2 separate regions of the Ovis aries genome follow, and region 2 is linked to region 1. Evidence: chromatin contacts called from public Hi-C data. All regions are on one chromosome and are shown on one strand. The core of a region is the stretch at or near the end of the contact, and the rest is flanking DNA. Distances in the headings are between cores, read along the strand shown. Region 1 overlaps PREX1 (phosphatidylinositol-3,4,5-trisphosphate dependent Rac exchange factor 1). Region 2 holds the start of ARFGEF2 (ADP ribosylation factor guanine nucleotide exchange factor 2).

Region 1 (2,708 bases), core at 181-2,680:
GGGCCGGGATTCTGTTGCTCTTCCTCCTTCCTGCTGACTGGATAGCAAATGTGATGCCTGGAGGTCAAGCAACTATCTTATACCATGAGGTAAAAGCCAGGGATTGACGATAGAGCAGCAATACAGAAGGAGCTTACGTTCCTAATTACAGTGGCGCCAACACATCTATCCTGGGAAGCCTGTAATTCAGCAGGAAGGAAAATTCCGTATCATTTAAGGCACTAATGTGTGGGTTTTATCACTAGCCATGGAAGCTAGTGGAATGATAAGTAATTTCAATTTTCTCCTTCATTTCTGTTTTTTCCCAAATTTCTGCTTTGAAATCAAAAGTCATTTTGTAACATAAATACATGCTTTAAAAAAAAAACTGGATAGGAGAGGTTATTCCACACGCCAGGCTCGCCCTGCTCAGCCCGATTATCACTTCTGCAGCACCAAGGAGGCTAGTCTGCGTTCTCCTCCTGGAGGGCAGATGTCCCCATTCAGAGCAAGTAGTGCCCACTGGCAGAGACAAAGCCAGGCTGTCCTTCTGCAGCGGGGCCTCTGAGCTGCCCACCCCTCCTTCTCTGTGTTGACCCTGGAAACCGCCAGGGCCCCCAGGAAGGTGCTCCCCCTGGCCCGGCGCCCCAGGAGCCAGCCTGGCACTTCCACAGCCTGGGGCAGAACATGAGAGCATCCTCCACCCACAGTCACCACCATCACTCTGACTGAGATCGAAAACTGCTGCACCCTCTCCTCTGCAAGCACCCTCTTTCATCAGGCCTCTTCCAGGAGCACAGAGCCACTGACAAACTATGTGACCTCAAGCAACTGATTTCACCTCTCTCTGCCTCAGTTTCGTCCTCTGTAAAATGGGTACACAGGAATTCAGCGAGGATTATGGATGCTAACACACACATCCGGCACTCTGAGTGGTGCCTGGTACACAGTGAGGCCTCAGTCGAGCATCCGCTGGTATAACCTCCCCAGCCCCACCTTGAACTGATAGGGAGACAGACATGAACCCACTGTGTTTCCTAAGGAAACTTCTGGAATTGGGCCAACCCCACGTACAGATCTCCTTGTGTTTATCCTACGTTTTGTTGACTTGTTGTATTTTTCATCCTAAAAACAGTCTTTCTATCGATTGCTTCACCATCTCCAGGGCGCAGTGAAACGGCGGCGGGGAGAGCTTCACAGACTGTACGATGTCACCACATCCTTCTCGCTGCCATGCAAAGCCAGCCACTGCCCTCCCCCGCACTCGCCACCCTGCTGCATCCGCCTGCCAACCGCGTGACCTCAGAGTCACTGAACTTCTTCCTCGGAGTCTATTTCTTCATCCACAAAAAAAAAAAAAAAAAGAGGCAGTTGCTGAGGCGTAAGCAAGATGATGCAGGTAAACACCAACTATGAAGACTTCCTGGAAGAAGTGGCACAGAGGCTGGCAGACAGAAGTGGGCTGGCCTGTGAGGAAACAGGAACTTGCTTATGATTACATTCTCGGGGGGAGGCTGTCACGCCACCCACGCCAACAAGTGTGACCCCAGACCTACTGTGCGCCCAACATGGAACTGGGTGCTGGAGACACAGACACGACCTCTCCATGGGGCGATCGAGTTACTCCTGCACTCGCCTATTTACTCAACGCTCACTGCCCACCTACCAAGTGCCAGGCACTGTGCTACGAGCCAATGATACATCAGTAAATGAACAAATCAGACCGAATCTGCCCTCATGGAGCAGTGGCAAGACTATTAGTACAGTAGATCACTCTTGTCCGACTCTTTGTGACCCCATGGACTGCAGCACAGCAGGCTTCCCTGTCCATCACCAACTCCCAGAGCTTGCTCAAACTCATGTCCATCAAGTCGGTGATGCCAACCAACCATCTCATCCTCTGTCATCCCCTTCTCCTCCTGCCTTCAATCTTTCCCATCATCTGGGTCTTTTCCAATGAGTCTGCTCTTCGCATCAGGTGGCCAAAGTATTGGAGTTTCAGCTTCAGCATCAGTCCTTCCAATGAATATTCAGGACTGATTTCCTTTAGGATGGACTGGTTGGATCTCCTTGCAGTCCAAGGGGCTCTCAAGAGTCTTCTCCAACACCACAGTTCAAAAGCATCAATTCTTCAGCGCTCAGACTGATTTTAAAATAACATGGCAGGTGGGGACGAGCATTATGAAGAAAAATAAAGCAAGATGAGGGACCAGAGAGAGACGGAATGAGGGAGTGTTTGGGAGATGCTCAGGGAAAGCCTCTTTAAGGAGATGGCATCTGAGCAGATACCTGGAGACAGGTGAAGAAGCAGCTCTGCAGGCATTCTGAGTAGTGGGAACAGTCAGTGCAAAGGGTTAGGGTTAGGCATTCAATCTCTCTGAGGTCATCCTAAAAACAATACCTGACCCTCCTCCTGGCCTGTTTTCTTCACAGCACCTGTCACTGCACATCATTTCCACTGGAATATGAGTTCCAAACAGGATCTGATGATCCGTCTAGGTCACTGCTGTACCCTCAGAGAGACTGGGACTTGACCCAGCACAGAAGATCCTTGACATATTAGAGTTTAATTGACTAACCAATTAGTCATCTGGAAAAGACTCCCAATACTCACCACCCAGGGGCTTCCCTGGTGGTTCGGTGGTAAAGAATCCACTTGCCAATACAGGAGGCTTGGGTTTGATCCCTGGGTCAGGAAGATCCCCTGGAGAAGGAAATGGCAACCCACT
Region 2 (2,700 bases), core at 12-2,511, 140 kb after region 1:
GTTGGAGCTGACACCTGAGAATCTGAGCATGTCTGTGTCAGAAGTTTAGAAGATTCCACGGAAGACCCTGCTCTTGCATGATCCCGGAAGCACCACAGCACCCCGAGGGGAAGCTCAAGGGAGGGTCCAGTGGAGATCACCACTGGTGTGACATCACTGGCTGTGGGAGACAGTGGGCCGGAATAACTGTCTCCTACCCTCCCTGGCAGGCCTGTGACTCTGGCCATGTTTGCCTTCTTCCCCTGTCTGATGCCCCCAAGTGCCCCCCTCCCCCACACGCTCCAACCCCCCCCTGAGACACAGAACTGGGAAGAACCAGGGATTTACGGGAATAGATGGATACACTCCAGGGGGAGGTGCACTGGGGTGGTCCTTGCTGACACCACCGCGCAGGGACGCAGCACCTGGACTGAAAGCCAGGAGTCGGCTCTACTCCAGGGGCAGGAAGGCTGCGTGTCTTGCCACTGAGGTGGGGAAATCCCGTTTGGAGAGTGTGCATAAACACACCTCCTTCCAAACGCTCTTTCTGCTTCAGCCTTCCCTTCACCTGCCCTTTCGCCCCACGCCTCACCCCGCCTTCCCTTGCTCTCTCCCTGTCCCGGCCTGTTTCCTCGCGTCCTCCCCTCCCTGGCTCCTCACGCCCCTCTCCCCCGTCTTTCCCCCACGCCCCTGCTCCGCCCCTGAGCGCTCTTCTTCCTCCCGGCTCTCTCCTCCCTGCTCTCTCGCCGTCTCCCCACGGCCCCTCACTTCCCGCTCGCCTCCTCCCTTCCCTCACCTGCACTTCCAGCTTCCTCTCGTTTGTTCCTCCTGACTTCCCCTGACTCCCCTATCATCTCTCCCTCCCCAACTTTCTCCCCATTCTGTCCCTCGCCTCCTGTCTGTCCTCTCTAGCCATCTCTCGCCTTTTTTCCCAGTCTTCTCTTCCCTCTTCCTTCCTCTCCAGTTCCCTGGTCTTTCCTTCATCTCCCACCCGGTCACTCCCCCATCCTCACGCTCCTCGTTGCCTCTTTCTCCTCACACCTCCGTCACCCCCACTCCTCCCTGTCACCTCTTTTTTTCTGTCCTTCACGTGCCCCCTGCCTCCGCCCATTTCTACTCTCTCGGCCACTTTTCCCCCCTACTTTCCCCGACCCTCGCCCACTTGGCCCCGCCCCCTGCTACAGACCCCGCCCCTGCCACAGGCCCCGCCCCCTACCACGGGCCCCGCCCCCGAGGTCACGGGATCGACAGACGCCGTCGCTGCTCCGCCGGTCACGTGGTCACGTGACGCGCTCCAATATGGCGGCGCCGTGTGGCCGCGGCGTCGCTTCCTGACTGGGTGGCGCGGACGGACGCGGCTGGTGCAGGCGGGGACGCCGGGCCCGCAGCCTCGCTCGCCCGCCCGCTCGCTCCGTCAGCCCGCGGGGCTGCCAGCCCCCGCTGGGCCGGGGCCATGCAGGAGAGCCAGACCAAGAGCATGTTCGTGTCCCGGGCCCTGGAGAAGATCCTAGCCGACAAGGAGGTGAAGCGGCCCCAGCACTCTCAGCTGCGCAGGGCCTGCCAGGTGGCGCTCGGTGGGTGAGCCGCCCCGGCCCGGCTCCGCGCCGGCCTCCCCATGCCGGCCGTTACCCCACCCGGCCTCAGCCCGGCCTCTTGGGCGCCACTTTCCCCCCGCGACCCCAAGGCCCACCCGCCCGGCCGCTTTATTATATCCAAGGGGGACCTGGTACCCTGGCAGCTCGGGACTGGCCCAAGGTCACCCAGCAAGTTGGTGACAGTCAGGGCCGGCTCTCCAGCCTCCCAGCCTTGGGTTCTTGCCACGACTCCCTGCCGTCCCATTTCCTGGTTCGTTCCCTCGTCACCCTCAGAAGCAGCAGCTCTTCCTCCAAGTTTTTCTTTACGTGGGTTCTGCTGGTTGGAGTTGTCCCTTGTGAGATGGGCAGGTGGGAAGAGCCGCCCAGCTGGTTTAGGGAAAACTGAGGCCTGCTTTGTAAGTGCCCAAGTGGTGACTGTTTTTCGTTCATTTGGGATCGCCCATAACTCCTTCCAGGAGGGAATGTAGAGAGGGTTATCCTCCACCTGCCAGATATTGTAGTGTGCACGAGATCTACTTCTCAAACAGAGGGTCTGTGAAGCTAGAGATACTTGTCTTATTCACCGCAGGAACCCTAGCAGTGTCTGGCACACGGTAGATGGTACTGACTTGAATGGACCCACAGATGACTGAGCGACAATGAGAAGTCTTATTCATCCCTAGTTAAAACCTTAGTAGTTGATTCCATTATCAACATCCTTTTAGTTTTCGGTCATTCAGCAAATATATATTTATCAAGTGCCCACTGTGTACCAGGCACTGAGGATACAGTGGGGAAGAAGACAGACAAGGTATTTGCCCTTACAGAGCTCATAGTCTAATAGAGGAGATGAAATAAGTAAATTTAAAGATTAATAAGACATTTTTGAATACTAATACATATTTCTATACTAGTAAATTTTTTTGTAATTACTTTTGTAAAATTTTTTGTAAACGAGCAAAATGTAACAAAGAGGGCCTGAGACAGCATGGTCAAGAAAGTAGTCCTTTCTGAGGAGGGGACATTTGAGCCAAGTACTGAAAGTCAGGAAGTATCCGCCATGAGGAATTTCAGGAGAAGAGGGGGTGAGGATCAGTACATTTGACCGGAGTTGGGTCTCGGATTAATTCGCTGTCCCAATGCCTTT

Evidence for each region. A called contact is a pair of places that touch in the nucleus more often than the background predicts.
Region 2: a contact with region 1 is called in a Hi-C map of blood, with 1.7 times the contacts expected there. The contact joins the promoter of ARFGEF2 here to the enhancer-like site in region 1. A contact is called at or near these places in 2 of 16 Hi-C or Micro-C datasets (both in blood).

The regions. Positions count from the first base shown.
Region 1 is chr13:76,954,766-76,957,473 of ARS-UI_Ramb_v3.0, forward strand. All of the region lies in intron 1 of PREX1 (phosphatidylinositol-3,4,5-trisphosphate dependent Rac exchange factor 1), which reads right to left. Among named protein-coding and RNA genes, the nearest start is that of PREX1, 66 kb to the right of the region's middle. Within about 2 kb of position 1,431, at least 8 of the 54 cell types and tissues checked have an H3K27ac peak or open chromatin away from gene starts, as enhancers often do.
Region 2 is chr13:77,095,076-77,097,775 of ARS-UI_Ramb_v3.0, forward strand. ARFGEF2 (ADP ribosylation factor guanine nucleotide exchange factor 2) reads left to right here and starts at 1,262. Exons shown (of 40, transcript XM_042230247.2): 1 at 1,262-1,501.